4 separate regions of the Mus musculus genome follow, and all the other regions are linked to region 2. The links are chromatin contacts, called in public promoter capture Hi-C maps. All regions are on one chromosome and are shown on one strand. Each heading gives the region's core, a stretch centred on a gene start, on an enhancer-like site or on the middle of the called end of the contact. The rest is flanking DNA. Distances are from core to core; before and after follow the strand shown.

Region 1 (2,849 bases), core at 126-2,625, 290 kb before region 2:
GTGTGTGTGTGTGTGTGTGTGTGTGTTTTGCGGGGAGATGTGCATGACCAAGGAGATGTTCTGCCCAAACAGCGCCTCCTACTGGAAAGGTCTGGGCTTTGCCTCCATAATGTTGCCTGTTTACTGAAGGGCAGGGATTGGAGGTGCAGTGAACTGTTTGTCCCTTCTGCTTAGCCCTCCAGAGCTGAGTAATAAGGAGGTCAGATGTGGGCACAGTCTTGGAGAGCTTGAAGAGGCCCTTTCTGAGTGGCTGGCTACCCATTCTTGCTTCCCTGAATTCAGATGTTCCTTTCCCTACCTCTACCCTGGAGGCCACCTAGAACACAGGATAATTTCAAGGCAGAAGCATCTAGACTTCAGGACTGGCTTGACCAAGGCCTTCCCTCCAGGATGGGTGGGTGAACTGGGCTGGTGCAGCACAGGGGAAAGGCATTCCACAAGCAGCTTGGCTAGCCTCACTTAGCTGAGATTGCTCCTAGGACTTTGCCTTCCCTCCGGTCCAGGTGTTTGAGGCGTGATAGTGAAGTGGTGGTGGTGGTGGTGGTGGTGGTGCTGATGCTGTTGGTGGTGTTGGGAAGGTTCTCTTGACTTTCCCGCCCAGCTTCCAGCCCATGGCCCCACTCTGGCTTTGGAATCAGTAATCACAGTGTCTCCTCTGCATGTCCTTCAGAGGGGTGACTCACCAACTCCTCCCTCGTCCCCCTTTCCGCCCTCAGAGGTGTCATCTCACCCCAGACAGAGCCATCCACCTCCTCCCTGTATCCACTCCTGGGGCTCCTATTACCATGGCAACGGGCCGAACTAATTGCAACCCTCATCCCTACTGAAGTTCAGCCTGCTTTGCTGGCACCCCACCTCCACCCTGGGCAGGAGGGGAGGGAGGCCATGGGGGTTGGGCTGGGGTCCCCTTGCTGCACTGCTGTAACTCTAACAACTTTAGCTCCACGTTTACTCCCCAGTCCTATATTTAACTCTTCCCACCATCCCCATTTTTCCCAGGGTTAAATTTTGGTCTCGGAACAGTGATAGAACTCAAGGCTTGGTACTTGCCTTCTTGCATCGGCTTTAACTTTAGTTTGAAGCGGAACCGGAAGGTCCCGTCTTAGGACCTTCCAAAACATTTCTAAAGGGACCAACATTTCCACCCTGCCCCCACACCTCTGCCTTTGTTACACCGTCCCCTGCCTGAGTCCCGTCTTAAACCTCTGTTTCTTCTCCTGCTCTCTTCCGTCTCGCTGCTTGCCCCCCAACTCCCGGTGTACTCCTGTGCTCGCCCCTGCCCCCCGCGCCGGGCCGGAGTTGAGGAGTGTGTGTTCTCTCTCCCCTGTGCCCCGCCTCCCTCCCCTCCCGCCGACCAGGAGAGGGCGGAGCTGGCCGCGGGACGGAGGCACCTGGAGGCCCGCCAGGCGCTCTACGCCGAGCTCCAGACGCAGCTCGATAACTGCCCCGAGTCAGTGCGGGAACAGTTACAGGAGCAGCTGAGAAGGGTCAGTTCCACCAGCCCCCTCCCCGGCCCCCGTGGGCCACCGCCCTGACCGAAGATAGGAGAGCGGTGGGACAGGACCACCTGGCCCCTGCAGTACTTGCCGGACAACAGGGTCGGTGCAGAGGCTTGGAAGGGGACCAGCAATGTTGGGTGGGATCAGTGCTCCAGATCGCGATGTCCCGCGAAAAGGGCTCAGCCAAAAAAGTAGAGGGAGTTGGGCGGTGGGGCCGGTTCCTTCCCCAGTTTCCCCGGGTCCAGCCCCACCTAACTCCTGACTTTGTGGCCTGGCCTTCCTGGCCCAGAGTGGCTTTGAGAGCATCCCCACACCCAAACACGATGTCACTGTCGTTGAAGGAGGCAGACGCTCTAGAGACTGAGACAAAGCTCTTTGAGGACCTGGAGTTCCAGCAGCTGGAGCGTGAGAGTCGCGTGGAGGAGGAGCGGGAGCTGGCCGGCCAAGGGCTGCTGCGGAGCAAGGCTGAGTTGCTGCGCAGTGTGAGCAAGAGGAAGGTGCGCACTGCTCACTCCTGCATAGCCTGAGTGCAGGATGGAGGCTAGTAACCAGGGGTTGAGTCACATTCTGTGAACGACACAAAAGACATCTTTTTGTGTCTCCGTTACTTAATGACTGTCAGTAAGAATGAGAACTATAGGGCTGGTGTGGAATTAATGTGGAAAGGCAGAAGAGCGGATGATGATGGCTCAGCAAGGAGAGTTAGTTTTACTAAACCCTGGCTCTCCGAAGTCTCTCAAGGGAAAGTGTAATTGCTCACACTGAGAGCTCTCAGTAGTGTGTCCAGGAAAAGAGTGTGGAGGAGGAGTCTGCAGCTGAGGTGCCTTGCTACTGCCCTTGAATGTCTTCTTATGGTGTTGGAGATCTAGCCCAGAGCCTTCTGAATGCTAAGCACATATCTGCCATTCAGCTATATCTCTGTCATTCCGCTTCATCTCTGTCCATGCCCTTCTAGAGCTGTTGGAGGTTCTGGGATACACTCAGAGACCTAAGATCTGGAGGCTAGCCTTGCTAGGAAGTTATCCACCTGGGTTCCTGCTTTGGTCCCACTCGGTCTATCTGCAAAGAGAGAAGATGGAGCATTGTCCCTGATCAGCTCAGATTTGCTAAAGCTGTAGTCTCAGCCACACCAAGCATAGACAGTGACAGAGGATGGGCCATGTGTTAGCATCGAGAAGCAGGAAAGGGTTAGGGGCGTGGCTTAGGTGATGCCAGAGTCTATGGCTAACACCAAGGCCCATATAACATGCAGTTTCCTGGCTTCAGTGTATGTGGAAGATAAGGACAGCGAAGTCTGGGCCGTAGGGTTCAAATGGAAGATGGGGACTTGCTGGCCAGCCTGGGGTTCGA
Region 2 (2,700 bases), core at 179-2,678:
ACACTCATGCCGGACAGATGGTTCAGTGGTGAAGAGCACCTGCTGTTGCGAAGATCCAAGTTCAGTCGTCGGGAGCCTAGGGATCCTACAAAGTACCGCCTCACACAAGAGATGCATTGGGAAAGATACAAGAAAAAGATCGTCTCTACCCAGGCAAAAAGCAGCAAGGAACCACATACGAGGCAAGCATAATATAGAATGGGATTGGCGGGGCACTTTCCAGGGTAGTTTTTGATTGGTGGGATTTTATGGTCTGATCTTGGGCAAACTCCTGGATTGGTGGAATTTTGTGACCTGCTCTAGGAGCAAGCTCAGTGATTGGTGGAATTCTGTGGCATGTTTTTAGGGTAAACTCAGTGATTGGTGGAATTCTATAGTCTGATTTTTTTGGGACAAACTCAGGGATTGGTAGGATTTTGAAGCCTAATACAGGATTTTTTTTTCCTTCCTGCCGGGTGGGGCTTGACTACCTGTATATGCAGGCGCTGGAAACCTGGCCACTCAAGGAACTTAATTGTAAAGATGCTGGGTTTTGTTTCACACAAGCCAAGTTCAGGTGGGAAATGAGCATTTGGTAGAGGAGACTGGCAGGAAAATACTATCAAGTAAGCTTAATTGCAGAGACCTTGGGAGCAGACTGCTTTGAGCAACTTTGGAACAAATGGGGAAAAACATATTGGGTCTGACCTGGGCGGCGTATGACATTATTCTTGTAATGGCGATAGAGCATGATTCACTGTAACCATTCAAGTTTTCAGAATTAGATTTCCCAGCCAATGCTCGGAGAAATGACTTACAGAGAATATTCTTGTGCAGAACACCTTTGAAAATTAAGAATATCACAGTCTGCCGGGCAGTGGTGGCACACGCCTTTAACCCCAGCACTTGGGAGGCAGAGCCAGGCGGATTTCTGATTTCGAGGCCAGACTGGTCTACAAAGTGAGCTCCAGGACCCTTCCTCGAAAAACCAAAAAAAAAAAAAGAATATCACAGTGACTTAGACCCCTGCAGGTCTCAGGGAAGCTGGAGGGGCTGCTTAATACACCTCTCTAGCTTTCCTCAGAGGTCCTCATTTCTTCAGGAGTAGATTTTTTTTTTCCCATGTGTAAAATGCCAATAATCTCACACCACAAAGCATCGACGTGAGGATTCGGTGAGGTCATTAGCACAAAGCACGGGGTCACAGTGTGCGCCCTGAAATTACCAGTTCTGCGTTGTTACGCTAAACTGGGTCTTTGTCAACGCCTGAAAGTGTGCGATCTGAGGTCCTAACTGGCGTGCATTCTTTCTCGTTCTTTCACAAGCTGCCGGGTTTTCTGCGGGTGCGTGGGAGGTGGGGGCCCGGAGTGAATATTCCGCGCAGCCGCAGAACGGATTGCAATAGCGCCTACTGCCTCTAGGGGAACCGGGAGCTCCTAGGTCGCCCCGCCCCGTCCGGCCCGGAAGGGTCAGGGGTCAGTGGGTGGTGACGAGCCGCCGCTGTGTGGGTGTTCCCGGGTCCTGGGTCTATGGCGCCACCGCAGCGATGTCCTCTGTGTCGGCAAACTTTCTTCTGTGGTCGCGGTCACGTCTACAGCCACAAGCACCAGCGGCAGTTGAAGGGGGCTCTGGAGCGGCTTCTACCGCAGGTGCGGACCCGGGGCTGGGGAGGCCAGGAATGTGGGCTGGTTTCAGGGTCCTAGCTGGCTTCTGTCCTGCAGGTGGAGGCCGCCCGCCGGGCCGTCCGCGCCGCCCAGGTGGAGCGCTATGTCCCCGAGCACGATCGGTGCTGTTGGTGCCCGTGCTGTGGCTGCGAAGTGCGAAAACACCTGAGCCATGGCAACCTGACAGTGCTACACGGGGGTCTGCTGGAACATCTGGCCAGGTGACAACTGGAAAACACCCACCTCCCCCGTACAGACAGAGAGTTGTACACACGTGTGGCATGGGAAGTTGAAATTGGGGAGAAGGAAGGTCGACTTTGTGACTTAGTTGGGTTATGGACTGAACTACCTGGCCAACCGTGGAGTTTAGTGGATCTTAGCCCTTCCACGGTCCCAGTGGTGTGGGTGATCTTTCTAGAAAAGCCAGGTTGCTCTCCTCTCACCACCACCACACACTTTATTGGAAGAAAGGAGTCCCAAGATAGAGGTCTTGAAGAGGTTGGTATAAACAATCCTCTTCTCTCTGCCAAGCCCACAGAAGCAACCCAATGGCCAATCTGCATTACTTACCTAGTGCTCTGACATTCGGTACAGTTTTACTCTCTTAATGACTAGCTACGATTACTCTTTCTCTCCATTCTCAGCCCAGAGCACAAGAAAGCCACCAACAAATTCTGGTGGGAGAACAAGGCCAATGCCCAGATGAAAGAGAAGTTTCTGATCTCCCCCCAGGATTATGCACGGTGAGTTACGTGTTCGTGAGTTATCCAGGTCTTTGTCAGGCACAAGAGCTTCTTTTTTTTTTTTTTAAAGTGGTTTTTTTTATGCCATTCTTTTTTTTTTTTTTTTTTTTTTTTAGATTTATTTATTTATTTATTTATTATATGTAAGTACACTGTAGCTGTCTTCAGACACTCCAGAAGAGGGAGTCAGATCTCGTTACGGATGGTTGTGAGCCAACATGTGGTTGCTGGGATTTGAACTCCGGACCTTCGGAAGAGCAGTCGGGTGAGCCATCTCACCAGCCCCACGAGAGCTTCTTTAAATTGGGGAGTTC
Region 3 (2,867 bases), core at 367-2,866, 310 kb after region 2:
CTATCTTACCTTCAGGTCACAGTACATGTCTGAGGGAGGCTGGGGCAGAAAGTCATGGCAGGCGCCTGGAGTTACACATTACCTTTGCCAACCATGGAGGCTGAGGCTAGCTAGCTAGCTGGTACAGTTCCTGGGTCACTCTCCACAAGCTTTCTTCTTACACAGTCCAGGACCCCTCTGCCTAGGTAATGTTGCTACCCAGAGTTGGCTGGGTCCTCCTCTGTCAATTAACAAAAGAATCCTTCACAGACAAATTTACAGACCAAACCCACCTGGGCAATCCCTTAAATTGAGGTTTCTCTCACATGATTCCAGGCTGTGCCAAGTTGACAATTAAGGCTAACAAGTATGATAGTCACCCGAGAGACCTCCGGGTAAGTAGAAAACACTGGAGCTCTTGATGTATGGGTTACAGATGGCCTACATGTTGATAGGGGTCAAGGTAGAAAGCAGAGCTCCTTCATTCTGTGGCTCCTTTTCTCAATGACAACAGATCTCCTTTAACAATCTTTTTCACTTTGTGAATAGCTTGAGATAAGACGATAATCTTAAAAAGGGTTGTATTTCCAAGGCATGTTAAGTGCTTAATAAATGATAAAAAATAAATGATGAGCCGGACATGGTGGTGCATGCCTTTGGGAGGCAGAGGCAGGCGGATTTCTGAGTTCGAGGCCAGCCTGGTCTACAGAGTGAGTTCCAGGCCAGCTAGGGCTACACAGAGAAACCCTGTCTCGAAAACCCAAAAATAAATAAATAAATAAATAAATAAATAATGAATGAATGAATGAATGAGATGAGGCGGGGGTCCCAGCGTACGCGGAGGAGGTACTATCTCAGAGCCTAGCCCAGAGCTCCAAGAATGCACGCAGGATCGGGAGCAGGTGGAGTTGGGGCCACAACACTTAAAGGCAGCCTCATTAAAGTGTGGCTCTGGCTCTTTAAGGGGCGGAGCGGGACAGGGAGGGAAAATTATACCGACATGCTAACGGACCTATCACCACTTCAAAGAGGAGGGGGCGCTTTATAAACACATTTCCACCCCTCTCATTGGAAACTGTCTTTGGGCGCCATTCAAAACCACCAATGGTTTGTCGACATTTCTGCCCATTGCCCCTCACTGATTGGCCACAGGCTATAGTCCCGCCCCCTGCTTGCCACGTCCCTTCGCAAACAAGATGGCGGCGCCCAGTGGAGTCGAGGCCGCGCTCGGGATTTGCCGAGGCTGACTTTCCGTCCCGCTCTCCCTTTGGGTGCCACTCGCCGCGAGCGGGAGGACAGGGGCCGGGCGGGGACAGGGGCACTTGCGTGGCTGGACCGCGAGCCCGCGCCCAGCCTGCGCCGCCCCCACCCGGCCCCGACCCGGCCCTTCCCGACTCCGTCCCATCCTTGCGGGTCTCCTCCCGGTCTGACCCGTGGCCCTGTCGTGTTTACCGCTCCAGGCTCCTAACGCTGAGGTGCTTCCTCCGGTCCAGGCTCGCTGTCACTTTAGAGATGTTTCACCTCTTCGCTCCCGAACATTCCGCCTTCCAAGCCGGGACGCCGTTCCCTTCTGTAAAAGTCTTCCCTGAAGCCCACTTCTGTAGCCCTTGCTTCTTCCTTGGTTAGACGTTCGCATCCCTTCCAAATTCACTCCGATCTCGCCACAATAGTGGCAACCTTGACACCGCCTTCCCTGAGGAGCCAGCCTTCCTTTTGTCCTGAACTTCGCAGCCCTATCATGGAGGCTGTCTACCTGGTGGTGAATGGGGTGGGCCTGGTGCTGGACTTGCTGACCTTGATGTTGGATCTCAACTTCCTGCTCGTGTCCTCCCTCCTGGCTACCCTGGCCTGGCTTTTGGCCTTCATCTACAATCTGCCACACACGGTACTTACCAGTCTTCTGCACTTGGGTCGAGGATTCCTGCTTTCTTTGCTGGCCTTAGTTGAAGCTGTGGTCCGATTTACCTTCGGGGGACTGCAGGCCTTGGGGACGCTCCTCTATAGCTGCTACTCTGGCTTGGAGAGCTTAAAGCTACTGGGGCACTTGGCCTCCCACGGAGCTCTGAGGAGCCGGGAATTCCTGAATCGGGGCATCCTGAACATGGTCTCCAATGGCCATGCTTTGCTGCGCCAGGCCTGTGACATATGTGCTATTGCCATGAGCCTGGTGGCCTATGTGATCAACAGTCTAGTCAACATCTGCCTCATCAGCACTCAGAACTTCTTCTCCCTGGTGCTGGCCCTGTGGGATGCTGTAACGGGGCCTCTTTGGAGGATGACAGACGTGGTGGCTGCTTTCCTCGCTCACATCTCCAGCAGTGCAGTGGCTATGGCCATTCTCCTGTGGACCCCCTGCCAGCTAGCACTGGAGCTGTTGGCCTCAGCCGCCCGCCTGCTGGCCAGCTGTGTGGTTTTCCATCTCACTGGATTGGTGTTGCTGGCTTGCGTGCTGGCAGTGATTTTGATTGTGTTGCACCCAGAACAAACCCTGAGGCTGGCCACTCAAGCTCTCAGTCAGCTTCATGCCCGCCCATCTTACCACCGGCTTTGGGAGGATATCGTACGGCTGACTCGCCTTCCACTAGGTCTGGAGGCTTGGCGCAGAGTCTGGAGCCGCAGCCTACAACTGGCCAGCTGGCCAAATCGGGGAGGAGCACCAGGAGCCCCCCAAGGTGGCCCCAGGAGGGTGTTCTCAGCCAGGATCCAGCCACAGGACACTCCTCCTGAAGCAGAAGAGGAGGTCATCAGAACTGCACCAGCTAGAGGCCGAGAGCAACTCAACGAGGACGAGCCTGCCGCTGGGCAGGACCCATGGAAGCTGTTGAAGGAGCAAGAAGAGCGGAAGAAGTGTGTTATCTGCCAGGACCAGAGCAAAACGGTGCTGCTTC
Region 4 (3,024 bases), core at 321-2,820, 430 kb after region 2:
TTGAGGGCTATTGGGTCATGCCATCCATGGCCACACACTGCACATATATTAGTGACAAGATCAAAATTGTCTTGGGTGCCTAGAACTTTGGGTGCCTGAAGACACTGAACTCAGCAGAGGGTAGGGACTGTAGTAGTCAGGGTTCTCTAGAGGAAGAGAAGGACTCTCTCTCTCTTTACATACATACATATATATATATTATATAATATATTATCTATATTACATGATATATAATATGTAACATATTATATATAATGTTATCTATACATCTAATATACATATATATAGATATATTAGATATACATATATGTGTATATATGTATATTCCATATACATATATATGGAATTACATGGAATTTATTAGTTTATATGGAATTTATTAGCATGCCTTGAGGCTGTGGTCCAGCTTGTCCAACAATGGCTGCCTACCAACAGATATCCAAGAACTCTAACACCAGTGAAGGAGAACACTTGCCTGTGAGCGTTTGAACAGGCAGGCAAAGAGCAAAAGCGTCCCTTTTCCATGCCTTTTGTATAGGCTGCCAATGGAAGGTGTGGCCCAGATTTTAGGGTGGGTTTTCTGACCTCAAATGATCTGGACTTAGGGTGGGCCTTCCGACCTCAAATGATCTAATGATTCAATCAAGAAAAAATCCCTCACAGATGTACCCAGCCACTTGGGCTTTAGTTAATTCCAGATGTAATCAAGTTGACAACCAAGAATAGCCACCACAGGGATCTACCTCAGTAGTAGGGCAGCGACCTAGATGTGCAGGACCCTGGTTATATCCCTAAGACTCCGGGAACAGAACCAGGAGAGGGCAGTGGATGGATTGGCTAAAGGGCAGGAGGAAGTTCAAGGCCATTTGGGAATTAAGGCTAAGCTGTAACCATGGCTATGGCTCAGGGGGAAGAGAAGAGTCATGGGAGGGAATCTGTCCAAGTTTTTCCATCTGCAAAATGGGTAATGGCTATAGACGCTTGTCTTAGAGATGACAAAGTGTATTTAACAATATTGCTGTGTCACTGATGTAACAAGGGCAGTTCCACAGGGCTTGTCCCCCTGCTTTACATTGGCTTATTAACAGCTCTTTCAAAGATGTGACCACATTACTAATTGCATCCTGAAGCCACATGGTTCTGTGAACGCAGCCCTGGGTGGCATTGTTTTTAGCCCTGTAGACTGCTGCTGAACATGGGGTCAGACTTGTGTGGGGCATGCTTTGAACCCAAGGATTCATCAAGAAGAAACCAAAGCCTGCTCTAGGCTCAGTGCATGTCTCAGACCCCAGACCTGCGTGTTGTTCCCCCCTTTCAAGCAAACGCAGGGGCCATGCCTGGTATGCCCAGCTTCAGACGGTAATAATGAGCTAGGCTAGGGACAGGTAATGTGGAGTCCAAGAACTAGATTGAGGACATCCTGGGGCAAGGAAAGGACACTCTCCAGCTTAGAGTGTGGAGGTTCTTGGTCCTTAGCCTCCTACAGACTTGCCAAAACCAGGGAGTCTGATTTGACCATTCTGAACCACCAGGCTTGTGAGCTTTCTTGGAGCAATGGTGCCCTCTTGTGGTCTTCTTTGCAATTGCAGACAGTGAATGTGACAGCTCAGTGCTGCGGGAGAGTCTACCCCACCATTTCCAGGGTGACAGTCCAGTCTGTTTTTTATACTTGGATGTCCTGGTGCTGTCTTTGGTTGCCTTGGTATGTCCTTGTTCCTCGTTTGTGTCATCTTTGTCCCTGGCATGTCTGTCTCCTACTGGTGTGGGCTGTCTGTCAAATATCTCTTCCCATCAGCCTCTGTCCCGCTGCCAAATTCTTTCCTGCTGTCTCTGGCTCTCCCTACCCTGCTCTCTGGTGTCTGTGTCCCTAAGCTGGGGTCATGTCTGTTCCCCTCCAGTTGGAACTGGTTTTTGAGAATGCAGGCTTAGCTGCTCTCTCCAGAATGAGTCAGGAGCTCCTGGAGGGACGAGGGCTCAATTCCCAGCTCTTGCTGACCTCAGAGAGGGTGCACAAGGGCAGAGGAACTGGCTCAGCCGGGGACTGGGACAAGAGATTTTCCAAATCATGTTTATGGGGTGGGTGGAGACATCAGGAGTCATGGGAGAGGAATGAGCAAACTAGATGTGGCCTGCCTGGCACTGTGCCTGTCCCCCTCCTCCTCTGGGGAGGGCCCAGCATGTGCTACCCACTGCGAGGGGTTGAGCACGGCTGCTTGAGTTGAGCTCCCTATCTACTTAATTGTCATCTGGGTCTGCTGTGCCTCAGGGCCTTTGCACAAACCCCTTTCTGACAGTTTCTATCTGATGCTTTACCTTTGAAATCATCTCTTCTGTGAAGCCTTTCCTGATTTACAGTATCTGAGATGAGCAGTGCTGTACACCTGGCTAATAGCTCTTCTTCCCTACTGTGTGTCAAATGCTGTATTATCAAAGTCTGTCCCTTCTTGGCCCTCAATAAATACTTCTAAGAGGATGTCCTAGAGTCTCTCCTAGTCCTACCAGAGGTTACCCCTTCCTGACTCCTCCTTTCCCTCTCTGCATATATATATGTGTGTGTGTATGTACATTTTTGTATATATGTACATATATGTATATCTAAATATATGTATATTTGCACATATACACATATACATATATGTATTGTATATATTTGCACATATATGTATATATGTACATGAACATGCATTAATGCATATGTACACAGGGTGGATGATGCTTTTACAGCTGTGGCATCTGGTCCACGAGCTGCTCATTTGCATCATGTAATAAGGCTTATGTCTAAGTTCATTACAACTGTATTAGGAGGGAAAATTCAGTTCTTCAGTCCCAATAGACACACTTCAGATGCTCAGCATCCATGTGGGCTAGAGATGGTGGGGCCCAGGGGACAGCACAGACACAGAACACTGGTGTCACCCCAGGAAGTTCCATTAGTCAGCACTGTCAAAGAACAAGCTTTGGAAAACATCCTACTCCTGGATTCTTTCCCACTGTGACGAGAAGGAGGAGGAGGAGGAGGAGGAG

Evidence for each region. Promoter capture Hi-C pulls out the DNA fragments that hold promoters and counts their contacts.
Region 1: a contact with region 2 is called in a promoter capture Hi-C map of liver, with 3 times the contacts expected there. The contact joins the enhancer-like site here to the promoter of Ccdc84 in region 2. A contact is called at or near these places in 12 of 39 promoter capture datasets (the 3T3-L1 cell line, 3T3-L1-derived adipocytes, the HPC-7 cell line and 7 more), 1 of 484 Hi-C or Micro-C datasets (bone marrow-derived macrophages), 11 of 115 datasets of contacts at active chromatin or transcription factors (bone marrow-derived macrophages, effector CD8 T cells, embryonic basal ganglia and 7 more) and 5 of 9 other capture datasets (adipose tissue, embryonic stem cells, liver and 2 more).
Region 3: a contact with region 2 is called in a promoter capture Hi-C map of hematopoietic stem and progenitor cells, with 2.4 times the contacts expected there. The contact joins the promoter of Rnf26 here to the promoter of Ccdc84 in region 2. A contact is called at or near these places in 8 of 39 promoter capture datasets (the C10 cell line, the HPC-7 cell line, HPC-7-derived erythroid cells and 6 more), 1 of 484 Hi-C or Micro-C datasets (B cells), 8 of 115 datasets of contacts at active chromatin or transcription factors (bone marrow-derived macrophages, craniofacial prominence, embryonic stem cells and 2 more) and 4 of 9 other capture datasets (adipose tissue, embryonic stem cells, liver and 1 more).
Region 4: a promoter capture Hi-C map of hippocampal neurons shows a contact between it and region 2, with 2.8 times the contacts expected there. The contact joins the enhancer-like site here to the promoter of Ccdc84 in region 2. A contact is called at or near these places in 5 of 39 promoter capture datasets (the 3T3-L1 cell line, hippocampal neurons, liver and 2 more) and 3 of 115 datasets of contacts at active chromatin or transcription factors (T-cell acute lymphoblastic leukemia, embryonic stem cells and stem cell-derived neural progenitor cells).

The regions. Positions count from the first base shown.
Region 1 is chr9:44,707,032-44,709,880 of GRCm38.p6, reverse strand. It overlaps Phldb1 (pleckstrin homology like domain, family B, member 1), which reads left to right. Exons shown (of 22, transcript NM_153537.4): 10 at 1,841-1,996. Among named protein-coding and RNA genes, the nearest start is that of Phldb1, 27 kb to the left of the region's middle. Within about 2 kb of position 1,375, at least 128 of the 459 cell types and tissues checked have an H3K27ac peak or open chromatin away from gene starts, as enhancers often do. A contact at or near this core is called in adipose tissue, embryonic forebrain, embryonic stem cells and 4 more, where this site is marked.
Region 2 is chr9:44,416,797-44,419,496 of GRCm38.p6, reverse strand. Ccdc84 (coiled-coil domain containing 84) reads left to right here and starts at 1,428. Exons shown (of 11, transcript NM_201372.4): 1 at 1,428-1,628; 2 at 1,701-1,864; 3 at 2,288-2,386. The coding sequence starts at 1,509.
Region 3 is chr9:44,111,800-44,114,666 of GRCm38.p6, reverse strand. Rnf26 (ring finger protein 26) reads left to right here and starts at 1,616. Exons shown (of 1, transcript NM_153762.3): 1 at 1,616-2,867. The coding sequence starts at 1,718.
Region 4 is chr9:43,983,362-43,986,385 of GRCm38.p6, reverse strand. No RefSeq gene overlaps it. Among named protein-coding and RNA genes, the nearest start is that of Gm30373, 11 kb to the right of the region's middle. Within about 2 kb of position 1,570, at least 49 of the 459 cell types and tissues checked have an H3K27ac peak or open chromatin away from gene starts, as enhancers often do. A contact at or near this core is called in hippocampal neurons, where this site is marked.